Linked DNA regions of Mus musculus: region 1 is linked to region 2. The links are chromatin contacts, called in public Hi-C maps. All regions are on one chromosome and are shown on one strand. Each heading gives the region's core, a stretch centred on a gene start, on an enhancer-like site or on the middle of the called end of the contact. The rest is flanking DNA. Distances are from core to core; before and after follow the strand shown.

Region 1 (7,256 bases), core at 374-2,873, 99 kb before region 2:
TATCTTTGTTAATAACCAGCACAACAGTACAGGAGGTATACAGGTGGGCATCATACGGAGGAGGCATCTGAACATCCAGGACTAACACTTGTGTGCTAAGGCGAGCCTACTTGATCTTCTGTGAGCTCCTATCAGGTGTATTTGCAAAAACTCTTTAAGTTATGCATGTGTATGTACACACTGCATGTGTAAAGATGCTCTAACTTTAGGGAGAGACCATCAATCTAAAGACAGGCATGTGCATGTGCAACCACACAGACAGTCCTTCAGTGCCCACATAGACGCTGGCCCACGATCAACTCTAGGAATATATTAGCACGTTATACTGGGGTATCTGGGACAGTTTTGTGGGGTTTTTTCTTTTCTCAAAGAAAGTAGGAAATGAAAATTGAATCTGGGAGTCACCAGTGTTGGTCTGGAGGTTGTTCAAGGGGCAGGAAACTTTGTAGGAAGCCTGGGGTGATGTCCTTGGTGCTGGCTGGACTCAAGGGGCTGCCTTCAGAGCTGGGGAGGGGATACTTGGTGATTCTTGTTAAAAGCTGCCCAGAGGGTAGGGAATTATACCCATAAAGAGATGTACACCACTCGGTACCCACCTCTCTGACCGGCAGTCCCCACCCATCCTTGGCCTCAACTTTCCGGCTGTTGGGATCCCCATGGGGCACTTCTCTATTTATTCCTCGCATCTGGTTAGGACGCAATAGTGTCTATTGGAGGCTCAAGCTCATATCCCGCCGCGGGGAGGCATCTGGGCACCCCGGCCCAGGGTTCAGAGGCCGCTAAGTTTGTTAATCATTGGGAGACGTCGCTTTGCCCTGTCCTGGGAGACTAGGCAAGGCGAGGAACAGGCTGTAAACACAGATCCTGACACGTGAGTGACATTTACACAGTGCGAGGAAACGCAGCCTAGAGAAATGCAGGGGGGTGGGGTGGGGATGGGGTGAGGATCAGGCTAGGACAGGTAACTGAAACATTCACAAATGTCCTCGACCCTCTCCCCCTGTCAGGGGTAAAGCACCCTCAGTTCCGGGTACCCTGTGTTTTGTGGAAGGTGACAGGTGAACGGGATTCAGGTCTGGCCACTGCAGCCACTGCCTACCTCCCTACCATCTGCTTCCCCGCAGACTAGCAGACCCGCCGCATAATGAGGTAGCAGCCTCCAGCCGGCCACCGTGACTAACTCAGAACAAAAGCGCGCCTCCACGCCTTCTCCAACAAAAGGGCCACCAGCCCTGGCGCTCCCCGAAGGCTGCGGGGCTCCCGGCTGCCGGCTGCGGAGATGCCGCGCGCAAACTTCCCGGGGCTCCCGGGGCAGGCGGCGCCACCCGGCCGGGGCCGCGGAGGGAGGAAGCGCCCAGCCCAGGGAGAAAGTGAGGCCAGGCTGGAGGAGGGGAGAAGGGGGGAGGAGGGCGCCGGCCGCAGCGGAACCAGGGTGATTGATCTGCGCGCTGTTCCCGGCGCTCTGTCCCGTTATTAGAGCGGCCAAAGCAGGGCCACGCAAATACCCTCGGAATCGCCAACTAATTGACGCTGCAGGCAACTATTTCATTGTGCGCGCTGGTTTTATGTCTTCATAGCCGGTGATTGACAAGGTGTAATTAGTCATCTCACTCGGTGATAAACATGGGCACCCTCCTCCCGCGGCATCAGGCCGAGTGTACCAGCAGAGGAAGCGATAGTTGACGCTGATATACCATTAAATCAAAATGAAGACGTTCAGAAGTGTGTGTTTGCTGTGACGCTCTCGTGGTTTATTTCTCAAATACGGCACCAACAGATTTACTTGATTTGCAAGTTAACTACAACATTAACTGGTTTTATTTATTTTGCCTCTTTCCTTCCTCTTCCTAGGCAGGGATGTTACTCTTGGAGTATGTGAAGACAGTTTGCTTTTTGACAAGCGAGCAAGCGGGCGCCCAGATTTCTACAGCCTTTGGAGTCTCCCCGGAGGGAAAGGCAGATAGAACAAACCTCGGACTGGGGAGCCATCCTGGAAGGGCTCTGCGCAGGGGAACCGCCCCACCCTTTGGCCCCAGACTCTCCTGCCTGGGGCTCCGGTGGTACTACTAAAGGATTGCCTCAAGCTCTGAGGATGAAGCTGGGGTTTAGGGTTCCGGAAACCTCTCGAATAACAACTGTGGGGGAGAAAGAGACTCTGCCAACATTTCTTCCTGGCCTCACAACGGAAAGGACTGTTTTCTTAAAGCTGTTGACTTCAGTCACAGAGCCAGTGGCCCACCACTATTTCCCCTGTCCCCCGCGTAAAGCATAACTTCTCTGTGTTTGCTTGTACCGTTCAGCAAATTACATTCCTTGCTTATATAAATATTCTCTCTCTCTCTCTCTCTCTCTCTCTCTCTCTCTGTGTGTGTGTGTGTGTGTGTGTGTGTGTGTGTTGTTACTGTTACTGATGCTGGTTACTCATTTCAGAAACCTGGGTGCTTACATTTTAAGTGGGAAGAGGCCTGATCTGTTATGAGAGCATCAACTGAACAAAGCCACCAGCATCTGAAAATCCGTCTCCAGGTTACCCCATGTGCCCCCAGGAGACCCCACTGGGGAATGGTTCCTGCACTTTTGCCTTCTTTCTAACCTGTTTCTTTCCTATAGAGCAGAAAAATGAAATGATTTTCCCCCACCAGGAAAAGGAATGTGGGGAGGAGACAGCACTAGGAGAAGCTGGGGTGAGGGTCACAGAGACAGTCAAGGAGCCCTGCATCTTCAGGGAGGACTGTCTTCACCCCACAAGGCTTGCGGGCCTTGTTTGGACAAGGGAAGGCTGCTTTATATTGATGAGAGAGGTTTTCTGCAGCAGCAAATGTGCTCAGGCATGGCTCTTTCACTATGAAATCTGTTCATTGTTTTGGTCATACCATACAGAGATCTGCTGATCACCAGTATTGACAGTACAAGTCAGTGGGACCTTCATTATTTCCAAGAGGAGTCCCGTGTCTGTGACACTAGAACAGAGAAGTAGCTTGGCCCATGGCAGGCAGACAGGAGCCCAATTCCTCCTCCTCTTCTCCCTGCAGCGATCTGAACAATTCGGAAAAAAAAAAATGCCTCCCTGGGCGTCAGCTGAGAAGGTTGGGGAACTAACCAGGGCTCCGCTCTCTCTCTCTCTAGGGCCCTGTTAAATGCACTGAACTTAAAATGAAACACGAAGTGTGAATTTCAGGTTTGAACATGATGCATCGGGAAATGTGAAGGTTGGCAGCCCTTTCCTCCCTCCTGCCTTTCGGTAGCAGGTATTAATATTGTATTAAATGTTATGAGAAAGTAAGGGCTGTGGAGAGGAATGTGCTCAGATGCAATTTTGTCAAGGTTTTTATCTGTGATTATGGTTCCAGATGTAGAAACTCCCGGAGGAGAGAAATGAGGGGCTGCTGGCATGTGACATGTGTTTTAAGGTGTTTGGCAGTGTTTCTCAAAGTGGTGACAAAATGTTCAATTTTATTACAGGGAATTGGTAAAAGGAATATGAATTCTAGGTCAGAGATTATTCACCTTCAGCAAAAACAATTTACCATTATTGATTAGGGTGTGGAAAGTTTGTATCTGGACCCTCCTCAAATCACATTGTCAACAATATAAATCTGTCAGATCAAATTATTCTTAAAGAACAATCGCAACAAAATACACAATAGCTAATTGCATTCTCCTCCTTCCTCCAGCTAATTTCCACAAAAAGGTACACACTGCCCTGGAATGGAAAGTGAATATTACAACAAGAGGCCTTGCATTTCTTATGCTACAAGGACACCTTGTATCTAGAGGGTCAGTTCTTTTTAACTTAGCCAGTCCTAAAAAGGACATTTTGCAACCCCTGCTTTCAGTCTTTCAGATTAAAGACAGCAATAAATTTTCCCACATAGGAAAACTTAGTTTCTTAAATAAGAATCAGGAAGATTCTGTAGGAGGAAGTAGGGATGGTGGTGATGGGAGAGGAAGTAGAAAAACCACCAGGTGGCTGACATCTCTTTTAATTGCATACATTTGATACTGGAAAATTTTCCCACCAGTCTTTCTTTATTCAAAGGCATCTCCACTATCCTTCTCAGAATGCAAGACACCCTAAACTCCATTTTGAACACAAGTTTCTCTAATAAATCTTTTATGAGCTTCACATACACCAGCATTAATAGATTGAGGTGCCCAGCTATGGCTCACTAGCCTGAAGGTGGGTTTGGTAACTACTTCCATAGAAGAGAAAGAGGTTTTGCCTCAAGATTCTGGATTTTTTAAAAAATTTCTCCCAGGATCCCCTACCAAAGGCCAAAAGACTGCACCCACTTACAGACCCTACTGCTAGTTATAAATCATCCCACACCTAGCACATCCATTCAAACCCATCCTTTCTGTCATCCTAACCAAGGGACACTGCTTTGTGCTCTCCAGCCTTGATATGATTTTACCATCACAGATCATACCAGGCTTCAACTCAAATTACACCTTCCTCGGGAGTCCAGAAGCTTCCTCTCTTTAGTGTAGGTTCAGGTACATTTCCAACCTTCCAACAGGAATAGTGAGTTTGGGAGAGAAATAGTCATCATGACCATCATCTCATCCAGGGCTCTTAGCAAAAGACCTGTAAGTATCCCCAGTCCAACTTTTCCCTGGGTCTGATTGGCAAATCTTTATTGCTATCCAGGGAAGTTGCCATTGTCTCTTTAGGTGAGAAATGAGTCATTTCCCACAGATGCTTCAGCTAAAGCCCAGCCTCTAGGCACCCCCTCCCCCAACATTTTTTTTAATTCTTCCATTAATTAAAACAACTAATGTCCCATTGATTATCTTTGCATGAATGGAAATCATTAGAGCCCTTGCAGGTATATGGGAAATTCTGTTTGCTTAAGTATTCACACTTTGATTTCCTATAGACTCATTTTTTCTCAAGCATAAAGAGATTCAAACAAAACAAAACAAAAACAAATCTCTGACACTTTGCAATGAAATATGAAAACTAGTCTTCAATGAGCTTGTGGGGATCTCTGGCAGGAAGAGGTATTCAGATGGCCCCGTACTATCACTGACGTTGACCCTCCAATAAAGGGGTCCTAGACAGTTAAGGCAGACATTGGTAGGTTGGCAGACTCAGGTTTTTAATTTGTGCTTGTTTGGAGTCATACAAGCTCTTCCAAATTGACTTTCAAACAACTGTATCAGCCCTCAAAAGTGAATAAGAAAAAAAAAAGGAAGAGGAGGAGGAAGAGAGGAAGAGGAGGAAGGGGAGGAGGAGGAAGGGGAGGAGGAGGAGGAGGAGGGGAGGGGGTGGGGTAAAGGCACTGGACAATTGGATCTGTTTGAAACTTCCCAATCAGTTGACCAGTTCAGCTTGCATCCATTTCTGTGGGCAGCCATAATTAGAGCGATCTATTTTGCATTTACTTCTCTGTGCAAGCACTACATTACCCACTCTTCCCTTGCTTATTAAACAGTGCCACCTGCACCAGACTCAACAAAGATCTTCCATCAGTCAGGCCCAGCTAAGGTCCCAGACCATATATTACCATTAACTGAAGCTTGGCTGAATAGTTGATGACAAGTAAAAGCAGTTTCTGGGACCTGTTTTTGAACAACCTTTTCAGCAAAAAATTATGAATTCCTCAAATTGTCATCTTTTATAAACCCATTTTATTTTCTCTATATAGTAACTTAAACAGCAATTAGCAAGTTGTTTAATTAATGTACTATCCCCTGCATGTCACCAAGGTGCCTCCAGCACACTTGTTCATAGGTACTAGCCAATGCGGTCAATATTTTGTCACTCAAAGCCTCTGAAGCTGACCACCTTGATAGCTCTAATGGTATAAAAAGGATCTGAAGAGCCCAATACAAGGCTAAGAAGCAAAGGGCAGTTTTTAGGAAACTAGCCAGGGAGAGTCTGAGTCTAGACAGAGGGACAGGCAGAAGAAAGTGAGGCAGGAACAGAGAGGGGAGAGGCAGAAAATGAATCTACATAGACATCAGTGGCTTAAGAAAGGCACAGGAAGTTTCCAGCAAACATGGGACCATTTCTGACATTCAGCTATGTTCTAACAAACTCGGCTTTCCAAAGCTGATGATTTACACATCTTTAAGAGCCTCAAACCTCACTGTGGCTTGTTCTTTTAAAAGCTTCCTGCTTTGTTCCAAATACTGCTTATCGTTGGCATTGTCAACAGCTCTGCATCTGGGAGAGATTAATTAAGTGATAGGTCAGACACAATAAGGTGAAAGGGCATGTCCACCCAATCAGAGCAGATTCATCCATTTCAGGATGGATCTACTTTTTTTCTTTTGAGAGAGAGAGGGGGGGGGGCAATTTTGGTTCCATCTCAAGGGAGGATTTGTCAATAGGGATGTCTGAGCTCCTCTGGTGAGGTGCACATAGCTGAAAAGAATGTTTTGCAAATAGAAAAATATCTAAAACTCTACATTCTGTCTTTTTAAGGTATTGAAATAAATCTCAACTATCAATTCTGTCTGTATGCTTAAGTTTCACAATCTGCGTGAGAGGTGATTTTCCTGAATATGAGTCTCTTACAAAATAGCTAATTGGATGGTTATGAATAAGATTGCTATTAACAATAAAAATTTAAAAGTTCACTTTCACTTCCTTCCCCCCCCACCCCAGTGTCTGATGAAATGCAACTCCTTCATTTCAAGTTCACCTTTTAATTTCTAGAAGGAAAAATGAGAAAAGACATAGGAAAAGGAGCCAGAGAGATGGGGATGAAAGAAGGAAAAGGGAGGGGGTGTTTCTAGGTATCATGGACTAAATTTTCCAGACCAATTAGAGATTATCTTTAAACCTCTATCTTCCACCCCCTCCACACCTTCTAAATAGATCTTTAGATTAATGAGAAATTAGTTAATTGGGGGAAAGCCATGTGGCCAGTTAGCTTGGTTCCTAAGCAGAATGGGTGGAGGACTTTAGATCCTACCCCAAGAAATGGTTCCCTCTGCATCTCTTCAGTTGTGAATCAGCGTGGGTCAAAACTGGTTGCAAAATTGTGGTGTGTGTGTATGTGTGTGTGTGTGTGTGTGTGTGTGTGTGTGTGTGTGTGTGACAGATGAATGGCCATGCAGACAGATGTAAACTCTGAGCCTGTGAACAAGGCTGGGTCAAGTAAAGTGGTTGCTCTGGGAAGACTACAGATAAGATATTTGGAATATTTTTACATCGTTTTTTGAACATGTCTGCAATAAAATTCTCATTTTCTAAGGTCTTTCTTTCTTTCTTTTCAGATGGGTGTTAAACAGTGGTAGGGATG
Region 2 (7,145 bases), core at 4,472-6,971:
ACCAATTGCATTGCAAGTGAGGAATCTAGCTGTAATTTTGAACTCAAGCTTTGTGATATTTTGTAATTAAACCACAGATTAATATCATGAGAAAATCCTTTAAGCAGGTCAAGGAAATTAGTATTAATGAAGGTTCCTGTTAAAAAGACTTTTTTTTTAAACGATTAAGATGTAGAGAAAAGTTGTGAATATAAAATATAGAAGTTTTTAACAGAGAAAAGCACTAGTTTAGAGTGATGTGCAAAAGTGGTGCCCCAGCAACTCTGAATACTTCAGGTGCTTGGTCTTTTAAGCAAGATCAGTGTCCTGTGTAACAACAGTGCAACAGTAGAATCAGTACTACACCTAATCCTTAGACCCTACTCAAATTTCAGTAATTGTCCCAAAGATACCCTTGATATCCAGTTCAGACTGACACCTTACAGCCTTTAGCTATAATGTCTCCTTTTTTTTCCTTCAGCGGGAAGAGACCTTGCTTCTTTCCTTGGTTTTCAGAAGACACCTTGAAGATTACAGACTGGATTTTTTTAAAAAAAGATTCTTCTGCTTGAATTTTTATCAGGCTAATTGTCTCTGCCAGGACTGCCCCACAAGCCTGGCTCTGCCCCTCTCATTGCATCCAAAGACTTTGCCTAATTACCAGTATCTGTCACTTTGATGACTTTATTTAGGTTGGTTTTTATTTTTATTTTTTTTTTTCACCAAGTTTTACCTTGAAAAGTCACTTTTTTTTTTTTTTTTGTATTCAGTGTTTTGTGGGGTGATACTTGGAAACAATATCAATGCCTGAATTTTCACTTAAACTTACAACTCCTTCATTTATATCAATATGGTTTTCTGTTGTATCTAGTAGGTTGGACTTTGTTATTAAGGATATCATTATTGATTTTGATACTTAATTTGCCCCAAGTTTGACCAATGGAAGCCCTTTCAGCTTCTGTCCTTTTTGATATATCTTTGCCATTCTTTGAACTCTGCTTTCTGGTACAATAAGATATTCCAAGTTCATCTTGTGCTTTGTTTCTCCAGTCCTGCAATCAACTATGTCTCTGAAGAGCTTCCTGGTCCTTTTTAGATTGTATTTAGAAGCCAGTGTTTTGGTACACAGTGTGCTCATTCTACTGGGGTATTGATCCTCTTAGGCTGTCTCAGTAGATAGAGCCAAGAAATACATGGCTGTTAAAAATCATTTACAGTTCATTTTTATAACCTAACTATATATATTTATATAGAGAGAATATGTTGAGTACTAAATATATTGACTAAGACATATATCTATATCTATCTATCTTGAATATTAAGTATATTGACTAAGACATACATCTATATCTATCTCCTTGTATCTATCTGTCTGTCTGTCTGTTTGCCTGCCTGCCTGCCTGCCTGCCTGCCTGTCTTAGTGTTTCTATTGCTGCAACAAAACACCATGGCTAAAAAGCCAGTTGGGGAGGAACGGGTTTATTTGGCTTACATTTCCAGATTGTAATCCATCATTGGAGGACATCTGAAAAGGAACTCAAGCAGGGCTGGAACCTGGAGGCAGGAGCTGATGCTGAGGCCCTTAGAGAGGTACTGGCTTGCATCTTACAGCTTGCTTGCTTAGCCTGTCTTCTTCTTTTTTTTTTTTTTTTTTGGTTTTTCGAGACAGGGTTTCTCTGTGTAGCCCTGGCTGTTCTGGAACTCACTCTGTAGACCAGGCTGGCCTCGAACTCAGAAATCCACCTGCCTCTGCCTCCCGAGGGACTAAAGGTGTGCGCCACCACGCCCGGCTCATCCTGTCTTCTTATAGAATCCAAGACTACAAAGCTACAATGGGCTGGGCTCTCCCTCATTGATCACTAATTGAGAAAATGCTTTACAGTTGGAACTCATGTAGGCATTTCCCCAACTGATGCTCCATTCTCTGTAGTGAACTCTAGCTTGTGTCAAATTAACATACAAAACCAGCCTGTATGTACATAAAATACATGCTTGTGTGCATTCATGCCTGAATATGTTCATGCCTGTATGTATATATACATGCCATGGCACAGATGTGGTCAGAAGACTACTTAATGGAATCTGTTTTCTCTTTCTGTTTTTACTTGTGTTCTGTGGATTGAACGCACATCATCAGGCCATGTATAGCAAGTGCTTTTATCTGCTGGGCCATCTCACTGACTCCAGTTTTTACATTTTTAAAGGGCAAATGTATTTATTGGTAGTGAAATACTGTCTTTGCATATGCTGATACTACTGTTGATATGCCTAAATTATCCATGGAATCTTGGCCTGTGAAAGAATTTGTGAACACTGTGTGGAGCTCTGCACATTTTCTGAGGGATGCTCAGCTTCTGGGCCCCTGTTTGGAATGCAGCTGGACTCCTCTAGTCACCCTGGTAGCATTGAGTGGTGAAAGACTCTTTCCTTAGTGATATATGGAAGGTGAAGCTTGTAACTCCTTTTATAGCAGTACCTATGTATCTTTATTAATGTGATCTTGAGAATATTATTAGAAATGAAGAGTGAAGTGTAAAGTCCTAAAATGGCTTGTTTGTGTAATTGTACAACTAAGTTAATCACTTTTAACAAGTCTCAACAATGACTGCATTCTCCTAGGGAGGTGTTAACTTGTTATGGGGTAGAAAGCACCCTTTGATACAGCATTTTCAGCCTGGAAAAACGGCTTTAATTTTAGAGTCCACTGAAACAAATGGAGACTTGTTGGGAATATTAACACTACCTTTTTCTTGTTTGTTTAGTTTAACAGGATCAGTGTTTATTAGGTGATGTTTGCTAGCAAGCTCTGATGTGTATACCATTTCTGTTGACCATGTTATCAATGTTCAGACAGTGCCAGTTGGTATGAGTTTCATACCTTGGCTCTTCACGTCTCAGTTTGTAAGAAGCACTGTGTCAAAATGGCTTGGAGTTGTTAAAGGCAGTGACATGAGAGCTCTGAATAGTGCATTTTAGGGTTGTTCACTTAAAAGAACAAGGGCTCAGCACTGTGGCCCAGACACATTTTCTGAGGAGTTAGTGTAACATTTTTCTGTTAACCTCCTAATATGTTCTAATTGAAGGAAAGCAGATCTTAATTGAAAGCTGATGATCCCGCAGAATGATCAATATAGCATGATGCTTTCTTTGGGTAGAGTGTAGTAGGGAAACAACCAGTAAATTATCCTGCTGCGTGAATCTTGTCAACGTTTTTGTCTGTCTGGTGGCTTCAAGTTGATCATATGTAGTCATTCTGAGACCATGGTCCTGAGCACTGAGCAAGGGTCTTCCTGTGAATCACTGAGAACTATCTTTACTGGAGAGGTAGTGAATAGAATGTTGTCTTGACTTAATTCTTGTCTTCATTCTCCCAGAAGCAAGAACTGAACAGACTTCTGTCAAACACATTTTAGCTGTTTGTGTCTGTCACTTTCTGGTGTGTAAGAGCTGTAGTTGTTGTCAGCAGGTGTGATTTATTGATACTTTTGACTCCAAAGGAAAACATCTTTAAAGAGTAATAGGTGAGAGCAGTGAGCTCTGTAAATTACTTCTTGTCAGAGAAAGAGAGGGTAGAAAGTACTTGTCAGGCTGGACGAAAACTCATTCAGGAAATATTTATTGTGCCAGTTGTCAGACCAGGGTTATGAGTGCCCTCAAGGAGCTACCAGTCTGTTGGGGTGGACAGATGCTTAATCGAGACACCACGGTGTTTCTCAACCTTAGATGCACTTTGGAATAAACTAAAGAGTTAAAAAGAATTTGGATGCTGGACTGGAGGAATGGCTCAGCAGTTAAGAGCACTGACTGTTCTTCCAGAGGTCCTGAGTTCAATTCCCAACAACCACATGGTGGCTCACAACCATCTGTAATGGAATCTGATGCCCTTTTCTGGTGTGTCTGAAGACAGCTACACTGTACTCATATAAATGATTATAAAAAAATTGCACATGCTTGGGATTTTTGTGGTTTAAGGCAGAGAGGTTCTCAAGCTGTGGGTTTTGAATCTATTTTGGAATTGTCGAATGACCCTTTATGTATCCTGATATGTATCCTGCATATCAGATATTTACATTATAGTTCATAACAGCAGCAAAATTACAGTTACGAAGTAGCATTGAAAATAATTTTATGATTGGGATCATCACAGCATGAGGAACTATATTTAAGGGTCATGGCATTAGGAAGCTTGAGAACCATAGGTCTATGTACCGTACATCATGGGCATCAAGATTCTTAAAACTCTCTAGGTAGCCATAATTGTATCCAGGTTGAATTCAATAAGAGCCTGGAGAGTGGGAAGCACAGTACAGAGGAGGGGCACTTAAACTTGGCAGAAAACTTCAAGGCATAAGGAGTGTCTTAGTTAGGGTTTCTATTGCTGTGTTGAAACATCATGACCAAAGCAACTTGGGAGAGGAAAGGGTTTATTTGGCTTGCATTTCCACATCACTGTTCACCACTGAAGGAAGTCAGGGCTGGAATTCAAACAGGGCAGACACCCGGAGTCAGGAACTGATGCAGAGGACATGGAGGAGTGCTGTTAACTGGCTTGCGTCACATGGTTTGCTCAGCCTACTTTCTTATAGAACCCAGGACCACCAGCCCAGGGGTGACACCAGCCACCATGGGCTGTGTCCTCCTCCACCAATTACTAATTAAGAAAATACCCTACTGGTTTGCCTCAACCAGATCTTATGGAGGCATTTTCTCAATTGAGGCTCCATCCCTGCCAGTGACTCTAGCTTGTGTCAAGTTGACATAAAACTAGCCATCATAGGAGACTTGAGCTGAAGTTTGAGATTAGAAACTTCTTGAAAGGCTGAGAAGATAGGTCCTTGTTGAAGGGAAGAGCAGCTGAGTAATTTAGGACAGGCAAGTGCCTGGTGCCTTATGTGTCAGTTCCATGGTCTTTTGCTGTTTCCTTGCCTTGTCTTTAGCATTTGTGCTATTTGTGGGCCTTAGTGGTTCTAATCTCCAATCCAGGGCTAAATGTAACCTATATTAGGAGTTGTAGAAAATTATTTGTGGTCCTGCAAAAGCACTGTTTATGATCACAGAATCCAAGAAATATTTAGTAAATGATGGTCGTTGTACAGTAATAATACTATTACTAGAATCGGAACATGGTTTGATAGAGACATCCTGGTTCTTTATGGCTAGAATTTACGGTGCAACACCATAGGATATGCTAGTGAGTGGCAAAGAATATGTTTGGCAGGCAGAGTCCCAGATGAGGGCACGTATAAGAGTAAAAGGCAATTAATAATGGGGCATCATGGCAGAACCAGGACATTTCCATGGTAATATGCTAAGATGTATCACAAAGGGCTCTGGGAAAACTTGGGTCCATATTGGAAAATTGGCTCTGAACATGGTATTCTCAGCATCATTACGTGTTCTAAATTAGCAGTGAGTGTTAATAGGACAGAAATAGGATTTTCAGCTTCTTTAGCCAAGTAGTTAAAAATACTGAGTGTCTTGAAGAGTGTTGGAGGAATAAGCGGTCTCAAGGTGCTCTCAGATCCTGTGCAAGTTGCTATGGCCTTTATTGTTTACAGGTTTAATGAGAAAATTAAGAAAGGATTGCTTGGCCACTTGCATTTAGAGGAGGCACTTTTTAATTTACTTTTTGATTTGCAGAGAAATAAAAAAATGTCTCCATCTGCACTGGCTTCATTGGCCCTTAAAATAACTTATGTATATTTGTTATGTTATGTAACCTGTCACAACATTAGTCACCACTTCTTCCATAAGGCAACATGTAAACCATCATGGGTAAGCATGACTAGAGCTTATAATTATAGACCAGTTTGTTCTTAGCATTTTAGTCAGCTTCTGCTTTCTTTCTTTTGAGAGAGAGAGAGAGAGAGAAAGAGAGAGAGAGAGAGAGACAGACAGACAGACAGACAGACACACACACACAGAGACAGAGACAGACAGACAACACTGGCTGGCTGACTGATTGACTGGCTGACAGGCTGGCTGTTATAATCTTTGGCTCCACACAGTAGAACTCTGCCTGCTGAGCTAAGAATCTTAGGCTTATTACTTAATCCATTGGAGTGAGGGGAGGAGGGAGAGACAGAAAGGCAGGAATACTCACTCCCTCTTTCTCTCTCTCTCTCTCTCTCTCTCTCTCTCTCTTTCTTTCTACTTGTATTCTTGGGATACTTGTTTCTACAAATGACCTTTTTCTTTGAAACATACCTTTCATTAGAAAAATAACATTGAAAGGTACTGAGATGTACTCTATTCATTTTATGTACAATTTAGTAGTATACACTAAATTATTTGGGAGAATTCCAGTTGACTGGATCAGTGGTTCTAAAATATGGTCACAAGTCAAGTAGAACTGCTATGAGCTACTGGCTACTTGTTAGGAAGATTCTGGGAGGAAGAAGTCTGTCTTTTAATTAGTCCTCTAATTAATTGTAGTCCATACTAAAGATTGAAGCATGTGGACCTGGATGATCATACCTTTCATTTCTTTTAGACTCCTGGAAGACTAGTTTCCACTTCCTTTGTCCCTTACAAATATCTACGTGGTTAGGTATGGAGGAAACACTACCTGACATGAGAGACCATACCCTGTTCTTCAGCAGCTTATGTGTAGAAGAGGAAAGCTAACCATAACCAGTGTTGAGACTGGTATAATGTGGAGAATTAAATTAGGTGCTGGACAGTGTGATGGAGTTGGTCTTTCTGAGTAGGGTTTTGAGTGACAGAAAGAATCACTATGTGAAAATTTCTGTGAAGGGTCTTAACATAGGGGTGAGTGAGCGGCAGAAGACCAGTGTGCCTGGGTCTAGTGAGCCAGAAGAAAGAAATCAGATAGGTATGCAGAGGCCAGATCATGTAGGCTCTGCCTCCCCTTTGTCTTTAACTCTATTTTAAAAAATTATGGCAATATACATAAAATAAAAATGTTTATTCTAACCATTTAAAAGTGCTCAGTTCAATGGCATTAGATGCATCTGTATTGTTCTGCATCCATCTGGCACTAGAATTTGAAGTTTGTGGGGTTTGTGTATGTGGAATGCTTTGGATACATTTAGCATGAAGGGCTGACATGGTCTGAATTTTAGAATGAACGGACCGCTGCATGAAAAATAGAGGTATAATCATATGGAGGAAAGAATGGAAGTAGGGAGACTGTCAGGAGAGTA

The links. A called contact is a pair of places that touch in the nucleus more often than the background predicts.
Region 1: a Hi-C map of cortical neurons shows a contact between it and region 2, with 2.3 times the contacts expected there. The contact joins two enhancer-like sites. A contact is called at or near these places in 1 of 39 promoter capture datasets (liver), 1 of 484 Hi-C or Micro-C datasets (cortical neurons), 5 of 115 datasets of contacts at active chromatin or transcription factors (embryonic forebrain, embryonic limb bud, forebrain and 2 more) and 4 of 9 other capture datasets (adipose tissue, liver, macrophages and 1 more).

Annotation. Positions count from the first base shown.
Region 1 is chr2:38,342,333-38,349,588 of GRCm38.p6, reverse strand. It overlaps Gm27197 (a long non-coding RNA gene), which reads left to right. Exons shown (of 2, transcript XR_374289.3): 1 at 1-1,722; 2 at 1,852-3,283. It also overlaps a transcript of Lhx2 not described here. Among named protein-coding and RNA genes, the nearest start is that of Gm27197, 4.8 kb to the left of the region's middle. Within about 2 kb of position 1,623, at least 14 of the 459 cell types and tissues checked have an H3K27ac peak or open chromatin away from gene starts, as enhancers often do. A contact at or near this core is called in cortical neurons, where this site is marked.
Region 2 is chr2:38,247,102-38,254,246 of GRCm38.p6, reverse strand. All of the region lies in intron 1 of Dennd1a (DENN/MADD domain containing 1A), which reads left to right. Among named protein-coding and RNA genes, the nearest start is that of Dennd1a, 37 kb to the left of the region's middle. Within about 2 kb of position 5,721, at least 4 of the 459 cell types and tissues checked have an H3K27ac peak or open chromatin away from gene starts, as enhancers often do. A contact at or near this core is called in cortical neurons, where this site is marked.